3 separate regions of the Sus scrofa genome follow, and all the other regions are linked to region 2. Evidence: chromatin contacts called from public HiChIP or PLAC-seq and promoter capture Hi-C data. All regions are on one chromosome and are shown on one strand. The core of a region is the stretch at or near the end of the contact, and the rest is flanking DNA. Distances in the headings are between cores, read along the strand shown.

Region 1 (3,293 bases), core at 683-3,182, 280 kb after region 2:
GCCACTCCGTTTCACGCAGGGGTCTGCTCCTGTGAAGACCGCCTGCTCCTGGAGACACGGCCCAGGCCCAGTGACCCCGCGGCAGGAAACGTCTTGCTGCCCTGTTTCTCAGCCATGGAACAGATGTGCCAGCCGAGCCATCCTCAGTGCAGCCCAGAGGCGCAGGGTTTGGCTGCTGTGATGACCTCTGGTGCCCTCTGCCCAGACCTACTTTTTCGGAGCCCACCTCCTGCGCATCTTCTCCCAGCTGCTTCATCTGCTGAGGCCGGGTTGGCCCGGCCTTGTCAGCTTTCTCCTGATTATTCTTAACGGCTTTAGGGAGGCACATCTCCCGTACCATCGATTCACCACAAAGGTGCCACTCAATTCGTTTTTTGTAATGGCTTTACCCCGTAGTACCACAATCATCAGTTTTAGAACATTTTCGTCCCCAAAGAGATGCCGTACCCACGAAGCAGTCACTCACTGCTCTTCCCTCTGCCCCCACCCCCACCCCCGGCCCCGGCAGCCACGCATCTGCTCCCTCCCTGTTTGCTTATTCTGGACTCTGCGCAGAAATGGAGTGTAGCACGTATCTGTCCTTTAGTCCTCTTATGGATGAACACGCATTGTGTGGGTAGACCCGCCTTTTGTTTATCAGTTGATCTGTTGGTGGATATTTGGGTTGTTTCCACTTCTTGGCTATTGTGATTAATGACGCTGTGAACAGTCACGCACAAGCTTTGTTTTTTTTTTTTTTTCTTCTTAGGGCGATACCCACAGCATATGGAGGTTCCCAGGCTAGTGGCTGAATAGGAGCCACAGCAATGCAGGATCTGAGCCATGCCTGTGACCTACACCACAGCTCACGGCAACACCGGATCCTTAACCCACTGAGCAAGGCCAGGGATCGAACCCACAACCTCATGGATCCTAGTCGGATTCTTTTCCGCTGTGCCGCAAGGGGAACTCCTAGAGTGAAATTCTTTATTTTTTAATCCAAAAAAATTTTATGGCCACACCTGTGGCACATGGAAGTTCCTGGGCCAGGGACTGAATCTGAGCCACAGCTGTGAGCTGCAGCAGTGCGGGATCTTTCGCCCATTGTGCCAGTTTGGGGATCAAACCCATTCCTCCCCAGAGACCCAAGCAGCTGCAATCAGATTCTTAACCCCCTGTGGGAACTCCAACAGTGAAATTCATGAGCTTGTTTTTGAGAACTTCTCCCGACTAAATGAAATATGGAATTACTTACTAAGTTGTCCAACCTCCCTGCCAGAGAGCTGTCACCCTACATCCTAGGTGCCACAAGTAATGTTGCCAATCTAATGGGTGAAGAGGGTATATTTTGCTTTACTTTCTATTTTGCAGAATAAAATTGTATCTTCACAACTGTTCACACCTTTTCATAACCTATCCATTCTGTAAACAACCCAAAGTCACTTCCTCCTACAGGCTCCCCCGGACCCTCTTCCTGGGCCCTCCTGGGTGCCCCACCTGGCCTGACCCCGACTCTTCCCAGGGTGGGCGGCTCACAGCCAGTGCTGCCGTCGTCTCTGGGGCTAGAGGACGACATGCAGGCCGACCCCCTTTCTGCAGCGGCCTTGAGAGCCGCGCTGTCACCTGCAAGACTTGCCCAGGGAACGGGGCAGACGCGAGGGGCGGGGACAGAGCTGCGCTGGAGTCCCCGCCTCGCCGCCTGCAACCAAGCCTCACCTCGCTGCCCCTGCGCCCCGACCCAGGTAATTCCAAGTTCCTGCCACCGCCTCATTTCACCGTCCCTACCCTCGCGCCCTGCCTCGTCTCCCCGCCCCTCACCCGCGCCCCCACTCACCACCTTCCCCACAAGAAACCCGGCGCCCGCCCCCACCTCACCATCCCCCGGCCCCGCCCCCGGCGCGGGAACGGAAGTCCCGTCTACCCGGCCGCTCCGAGCGCCGATTGGTGGATCTTGTCTCACTGCGCCCTCGTCACGCCCCCTCCGTGGGGAGGGCGCCTTTCCGGGGGGCCGCACTGTACGCGCCCGGGTCTCTGCGGAAGCTGCGGCCGCAGCTTTCTAGGAGGTTCAGCCCTGCCATAGTCACCCGCGTCACCTCACAACGGGGACCGCCACCGTCCCGCTCAGTCCGCGGAAGTAAGGGGGTGTATGCAAACAACCTGGAGGTCCAAGCTTCTGATTGGTGAGCGTATAGGGGGCAAGATGGGCGGGCTTAGAGGGCCATGAGCGACGTGTAGGTGGTCCAGTAGCTCTGGGAGGATCGGCTGCGGTGGCCAATGGCGAAGCGGAGGGGGCGTGTTAGGGCCCAGGAGCTGCGGGGGCAGTGGGCAGGTTTGCCGGTGAGTCTCGGATGCTCTGCGGGAATCGGCGGGGGGTGGGGGGCGTAATGCTGACGGACAGGCAGGCGGATCAGAGGGTCCCGGAAAGCGAGAGGCGAGGGGCCAATGGCAACAGCGTGAAGGCGGGGCGGGGCGACTGGAGTCTTCGCAGAACTGAGTGGGAAGCGATGGAGGCGGGGCAGCTTTGATGGACGTGCTCACGGGCCAGTGGCCGCGCGGGAGGCGGCGTGCGACGTACAGCAGCAGCGTAGGGGCGGGGCAATGATGGGGAGGAACGACCCGAGGTCTCGCAGCGCTGTATGGGAAGCTGGGGGGGCGGGGGCAGGGGCGCTAGCAGTGCTGACGGATATGCGCAGCGGCCAATGGCCGCGGGAAGGGTGCGGCGGACGACCAATGGTGGCGCGCGGGGCGGGGCGGGGTGGCGGGGCTGCTCGGCGCCGTGCGGGAAGCTGCGGGGCGGCGGCGGCGGCGCTGAGGCGAGGCGAAGGGAAGCGAAGCGGGGGCGGTGGAGCAGGTGCGGGCGGAGCGGCCTTGCCGTCCGCCGGCCTCGCTCACCCGCGCCCGCGCACGCAGGTCGGTCGGAGGCCTCCGCCAGCGGGCTCCGCGGCGCCGTGGGCATGCGGGTGCGGCCCGCGCGCGCGTGAGCGAAGATGGGGACGCAGGGCAGCCCAGTCAAGAGCTACGACTACCTGCTCAAGTTCCTGCTGGTGGGCGACAGCGACGTGGGCAAGGGCGAGATCCTGGAGAGCCTGCAGGACGGCGCAGCCGAGTCTCCGTACGCCTACAGCAACGGTAAGGCCGGCCGGCGGGCCGCCGCGCGCACCTGGCTCCGCCCGGCGACCTGCCGTCCGCCTCGCGTCTCGGGCCGGGGCGGGGGAGCTGCGGCTCGAGCTTGTCGAGGCCCTTCTGGGGCCCGCGGCGTCGTGGGGGCAGAGATCTGGCCGAGGGACTCCTGAGGAAGAAGGGCTTTTTCTTTG
Region 2 (2,877 bases), core at 181-2,680:
AATGTGCCAGTGTGAACTTACAACTGCATTACTTCGGTAGAAAAGAAAACGCACACCACAGCAGGTACATAGTTTTGCAAAGATGCGACCACTTTCTCCTGAGACAACCGGCAAGATCTTGCGCTCCTCCCTACAGCACAACCTACCTAACGACTGCCAAGCGCTAGCTCAACAGAGGCTCTCCTGTGTGGCTGGGCAAAGGGGGCTGGAAAAGCACGCGGCATGGACCCACGTTAGAAAAGCTCAATTTCCGGCTTCCCTTGCAGTGGGACACAACAAGAACGCCCAGGGTTACCAGGCCTCTCCGGCTCCCGCGGGTGGAGGCGCTCCGCCAGCCCGCCGCGAACGATCTGAGCCCACGCTGGCTGCAGCCCTTCGCCGACTCCCCGCCCAAGGGGCGGCGGGGGCGGCGGAGGACGCCGAGGGCGGAGAAATCGCAGAAGGTCAACAGGGGAGCGGCTGGCGCCCCACCCACGACGCGGGCTCCGGCGGAGGAGCCCGCCGGGGACTCACGCCGGCGGGGAGAGCGCGGCGGCGGCCGCCGCAGAGGCGCAACGGCCCAGACAAAGGCCCGGCGCGCGGGGGAGGGGAGGGCGCCCGCGCAGGCGCAAGCCGCCCGGCGGCCTCGCTTCGCTCCTGCCCCAGCCCAAGCCTGACCGGCCGCCCCGACTCACCGTCCCGGGCGGTGCCCATGAGCTGATCCAGCAGGGCCCGCATTTGCGCCTGGGCGGACATGGTGGCCGGTGGGAGCGGCAGGGACGGCCGCGAGGCTTCTCTCAAGCTGGGGAGGCAGAGGAGGCGACGGCGGCAGCGGCGGCGGCGGCGGCGGCGGCGGCGACGAAAGCTTGCCGCGTCAGCCTCGAGCCAGCTCGGCTCCTTCCCGCCGCGGGGGACGCCGGGAGAAAGTGCGTCGATGCCCGCTCGTGGCCTGCTGGGAAATGTAGTTGGAGGGCGGAGCCTGGGGCTCGGGCGGACCTTCAAGCAGTCAGAATCAGACATTCTGCAAGCTTTTGGGTCACAGCCCCAGCACTGATGAGGCTCTGCGGCCCACAACTTACATGAGACTAAATAGCAACGAAGTGAAGATCCATAACAGGAAAATAAATCCCGTGTGTTCTTGCTAGCGGTGAACCTCTCAGACTTTAGCTACAATCAGACTAAGTTTTTTACCTGTGAAAATTGGTGTCTGTCTGGGCACTTTGGTTAAAGTTAAATCAAGCAAGCACGGAATAAATGTTAGGTTCTGTGACTGGGGCTTTGTGGCAGTCCCCCTCTGCTCTCCCAACCGTCCATCCACTGAAGCTGCTGCAGCTCTAGCCATATCTAAGAAAGACAATGAACCTCTTGACAAGTGCTGCCTTGAGTACAGCCTTCAGTAGGGGCTGTGATGCTTTCCTCTGGAACTGCCCACATATCCAGATGCCTATTTGTTTTTCCTGACTACAGTGCCTCCGCACCCAAAAGCTTGCAGAATGTCTGATTTACTGCTATGGGATCCTGCACAATCCTGCCTCATATCAAGAACTCCATTTCAGGAGCTCCCGTTGCGGGTCAGGGGGTTAAGGATCCAACTAGTGTCCATGAGGATGTGAGTTTGATCCCCAACCTTGTTCAGTGGGTTAAGGATCCAGCGCTGCCATGAGCTGTGGCAAGGCTGAGGGTGTGGCTCAGTCGGATGCGGTCTGGATGCAGCATTGCTGTGGCTGTGATGCAGGCCAGCAGCTGCAGCTCCAGTTAAACCCCTGGCCTGGGAACTTCCATGGGTGCCGCCCTGAAAGACAAAAAATAAAACAGCAAGTGAGAGTTGTCAAAAATGAAAATTGTCTAAGATTTACATCTTGGGGTAAAAATCCACCTTGAGCCATCCATCTTCAAAAGCCTTAAACACAAGGCCCTACGGTATAGTACAGGAAACTATATTCAGTATCTTGTGATAAACCATAATGGAAAAGAGTAAGTAGAAGGGGGAGTTCCCATCGTGACAGAGCAGTCAATGAACCTGACTAGCATCCATGAGGACAAGGGTTCAATCCCTGGCCTCCCTCAGTGGGTTAAGGATCCCCCGTTGCGGTGAGCCATGCTGTGGGTCACAGATGTGGCTCAGATCCCGCCTTGCTGTGGCTCTGGCATAGGCCGGCGGCTACAGCTCTGATTGGACCCCTAGCCTGGGAACCTCCATATGCCAAGGGTGCGGCCCAAAAAGACACAAAGACTAAAAAAAAAAAAAAGAAAAAAGAAAAAGAATATATAATAAAAGAATCACTTTGCTGGACAGCAGAAATTAACACAACATGGTACATCAACTATATTTCAGTAAAATTTAAAATTCTTTGAAAAGAAACTTGAGCCTGCTGCCAAGTAAAGAATGTCACTCGCCAACTGACCCGACAGGATTAGGTCACTGGCCAGGGCAGCTGCTGACCTTCAACACCCTTGGAAGGAAGTCCGGGTGGAGGTCAGGAATGAGGCACTCTGTTCCGGGAAAAACTGGCAGAACAGGCCTTCAGAGAGTTAGATATTTCCAAGACAAAATTTTATGAGCCCAATTTCTTGCAATTCTCATTCCTCGAAAGGCTGTAAAGTAACTAATGGAGATATCCGCTCCTCGGGACCAGCAGCAAGCTTCTTCCAGGTGTGAACTTGACCGCAGGTACCCCTTATATATACACGGATGTCCCGAACTCCTCTTCAGAGCACCTCCAAATTCAGAGCTGAGAGGCTGTCTTCCGGGCTCCAGTCCTCAGAAAGCCCTGAGTAAAACTGAACTCACAGCGCTCAGGTTGCATGGGGTTTGTCTTTTTTTCCAGTTGACATTGGCCAGGACTTCACCTTTGTATCTGAAGTTTCCCTCTGTCTCCTCCACTTCAAATAAATTTG
Region 3 (3,307 bases), core at 698-3,197, 310 kb after region 2:
ATCTTTCCGTTGACGGCGAAGGGCTGTGGAGATGGGGGTCACTACTCTGCCCGCTGCCCACGGTCAGCCCTCCCCCAGGCAGACTCACAGACGCGCACCCACAGGACGGAAAGGACACCTCCCTCCATGCCCTGCAGAGGGGAGACTGCTGAGGACCAGCTGCTGAGCCAAGAGGGTGCAGGGAGACTAGCAGGTGAGGCACACCCAGGGCCGGCTGGGGCGGTGCTGCCAGGGGAGGCCCAGCTGGGGCAGGAGCACTCACCCCGTAGGTGATGAGCACAGCCTTGGGTTTAAGCAGGTGTCCTGCTGCTCTGAAGAGGCCCTGCGGAGGTGGGAGGCCAGACAGCAGTGAGGAGCTGTCCCCGGGATCCTCCAGGAGCCCTGGGCTCAGGGCTGGAGACTCAGCCTGACCTCCCCGCACCCGCTCCCGGCCCGAATGGCCTGCCTCCCATACGTGCCAACCTGGCACCTAGCTCCCTCCCAGCACATCGCTTCGGCAGGTGGCCCCTAGGTTGTGTGCCCACAGCCCCACAGACCTCGGTGCAGCTCAGGGGGCTGATGTGGATCATGTTGATGCAGAGCAGCAGGTCCAGTGATCGCGGCAGGATCCCACCCCACTGCTCCCAATCCCAGGTCACGTCCAGGTACAGCGGGGCCTTCACGTTGGTTAGGCCCTGGGCCAGAGCCGTGGCCGAGATACTGCAGAAGGGCAGCCCGTGGGTGGCAGTGGCCTGGGCAGCCTTTCTGAGCCCCTGCACCCCCACTCAGGAGATGCTTGGAGGAATCACAAAGGCATGCGAACCATGGCAGCGGGACGGGGCCCACTTTCACCCCCGGGGTCCCGCCTTCCCGCCACACCTGTCCAGGCAGCGCTGATCCACGTCTGACGGCTGCCACTCGGCGTGCGGGAAAGCCCGCGCGAAGTGGGCTGCATGCTGGCCGGAGCCCGAGGCCACCTCGAGCACGCGGACGCCGCGCTGAGTCGGGTCCACATACTGCCGCAGCACGTGAAGGATGGGCTCCTTGTTCCGCTCGGCGGCCGCCGCCACCAGCATGGTTTCAGTCCTGCGGCCTGGGGCCCTAGTGACGATGCAGTCCCGCGCCGCTGGGCGCGTCTGAGACCCGCCCGCCGCGCAGCCGCCGCCCGCCCCACCCCGGGAAAATGAGCACAGGCGTCGCGCCTTAAAGGGCGCGCAGCGCGCGGGGGCTTCTGGTGAGGGTCTGGGCTAGAGTTTGGGTCATTGCTTTGCAGGAGCCCAAAAGCTCAGCACCCTCTGGCCGTGGCTGTCCTAGCATTTTCATAGAGCTCATTGTTCCAAAATTGTCTTGTTCGTGTCGCACCAGAATGGATGCTTCTCTCTCGTCTTTTTTTTTTTTTTCCTTCTCTTCTTCATTAATCTTTTTAGGATCAGAGTCCATTTTTTGAGATGGTGGGAAAAAAACACCGGAGAAAGAAAAGCCTGCGCCGCCCGGGAATCGAACCCGGGTCGCAAGAATGGGAATCTTGCATGATACCACTACACCAGCGGCGCTGTTGCTTAAAGGTTTCTCCCAGAGACTTAGGAGATTGTGACGCAAATCCCCTCCCCCCCTTCACCCCGCCGAGCCGGCTCCGCTCGCGCAGAGACATCAGAGTGCACGCGCCTCCGCCGCGCCCGCAGCAGGAGCAGGAACACCGGGCTTGACCGGGGATCTCGCGGTACCGTTTGGGCACCCGGCCCTCAAGGAGACGGAGTGGGGCTGAGGTTTTATGGACGCCTGGAGCGGCGTTCGCGCCTTGAAAACCATGGCAACTGAGGCATTCCGGAAGTTGTGAGGGCGGGGCTTCGTGGGTGGGCGGGTCTGTGCTTGGCAGGGCTCACGGGTGGGTGGGGCTCTGGACGGGGCGGGCCCGACCTGAAGGAACTGAGCTTGCGCGGCTCCAGGGTCTGTGACGCTGAGGTGACCCGCGCGCGCCCAGGGTTTTTCGCCGATGCTGCGAGGGGCCGGCGACCTCTGAGTCAAGGGGGAGGCCGACTTGTTGTGTCCAAAGATGCTTCGCTGCTCGGCTTCTCGGGGCCCAGGTCTCAAGCAGGCTGTTGACAGGCGGAAGGCCATGCCCCGCCGTCGGCGTAGCTCCTCTCCCTTGCTGGGCGTTTTTTCTCGCACGAGACCCCCGCCTCGCCGCAGCCGCCGTCGCTCCGGCGAGCGCTCTGTGGACGGCCCCCGGGATGGGCCGTGAGCCTCGGGTTGCTGTCAGGGGGGCGTGCAGGGTGGCGACAGGGGCCTGTGAGCGTGGTCCGACCGGGAGAAGGATCTTGCAGCTCAGGGAGGTGACGCGCTGTGGGGGTGGCCGGTCTGGACGCACCTCCGGGGACGGTTCCGCCCAGTGGGCGGGCTTCCAGGCCTCCGGACCGCGCCTTTGGCCTTTCTCCTTAAGGCCCTTTTTCCGGCTTTCCCGCTTCAGGGCACTGAGCTCTCCAGACCCTTTCCTCACCCTCCGCCTCGCCTCCCGTGTGTTGGCCGAGCACCTTGTCTGTCTCAAGGTGGAGACGAGGTATCCCTCGGTGTGACTCCCTGCCCACTGCTGATGACCCGTGGTCACCTGAGGCCTCAGCACCCAGGTCCCCCAGCCCTCCTCGCCCCCTCAGGAGGCACCAGATTTCCTGGGGGCTTCACATGGCACTCTTGGGCATGGGCCATGCTGTGATATTGTCATAGAGTACGAATTAGCTATTCGGCCTTTGTCCTGGCTCCTGGGACAGCGCTTTGAAAATTCTGGAGACTTCCCGAGTGATGAGATTGAGAGGAGCAGAGTTCCTGTCTTGCTCAGTGGGTAACCACGAGGGTGCAGGGTCGATCGCTGCCCTTGCTCACCGGGTTAAGGGTGAGCTGCCGTGCCGTGTGGGTCGCAGACTCGGCTCGGATCCCGTACGGCTGTGGCTGTGGTGTAGGCTGGCAGCTGCAGCTCCACTTCGACCCCTAGCCTGGGAACCTCCATAATGAGATGGGTATGGCCCTAAAAAGAACCAAAAAAAAAAGAGGAGGGGAGGGGCCTGAGACCCACAGATTTCCTTGCTTCCCCCATGTTGTGTGGGCTGCTTGAGGAAGTGGGCAAAGGCCCAGCAGTGTCTTCCATTTACCAGCCCTGGACCTCAGGTGGCCCTCTGCCCGCCACCCTCGTCACCCTGGAGGCATCGCTCTGGACTGGACACTGTGTGACCTGACGCACACCTTCCACACTCACGGAGCTCAGAGCCTGGGACGGGAGCAGCTGGACACGGCCAAGGGGTGAGGCTCTGGGAGCGTGTGCGTGAACACATGCTTG

What was found. Promoter capture Hi-C pulls out the DNA fragments that hold promoters and counts their contacts. HiChIP or PLAC-seq counts read pairs in DNA pulled down with a chosen protein or histone mark.
Region 1: a contact with region 2 is called in a promoter capture Hi-C map of fetal liver, with 2.2 times the contacts expected there. The contact joins the promoter of RAB40C here to the promoter of LUC7L in region 2. A contact is called at or near these places in 1 of 5 promoter capture datasets (fetal liver) and 1 of 2 datasets of contacts at active chromatin or transcription factors (alveolar macrophages).
Region 3: a contact with region 2 is called in an H3K27ac HiChIP or PLAC-seq map of alveolar macrophages. The contact joins the promoter of MCRIP2 here to the promoter of LUC7L in region 2. A contact is called at or near these places in 1 of 5 promoter capture datasets (fetal liver) and 1 of 2 datasets of contacts at active chromatin or transcription factors (alveolar macrophages).

Annotation. Positions count from the first base shown.
Region 1 is chr3:41,158,740-41,162,032 of Sscrofa11.1, reverse strand. It overlaps RAB40C (ras-related protein Rab-40C), which reads left to right and starts at 1,932. Exons shown (of 6, transcript XM_021086911.1): 1 at 1,932-2,159. The coding sequence starts at 2,126.
Region 2 is chr3:41,440,680-41,443,556 of Sscrofa11.1, reverse strand. It overlaps LUC7L (putative RNA-binding protein Luc7-like 1), which reads right to left and starts at 1,430. Exons shown (of 10, transcript XM_013987737.2): 1 at 675-1,430.
Region 3 is chr3:41,132,089-41,135,395 of Sscrofa11.1, reverse strand. MCRIP2 (MAPK regulated corepressor interacting protein 2) reads left to right here and starts at 1,947. Exons shown (of 7, transcript XR_002342465.1): 1 at 1,947-2,063; 2 at 3,126-3,270. It overlaps METTL26 (UPF0585 protein C16orf13 homolog), which reads right to left and starts at 1,150. Exons shown (of 6, transcript XM_021086912.1): 1 at 859-1,150; 2 at 537-699; 3 at 263-322; 4 at 1-23. The coding sequence starts at 1,055. TRNAG-CCC (a tRNA gene) reads right to left here and starts at 1,532; the gene lies at 1,462-1,532.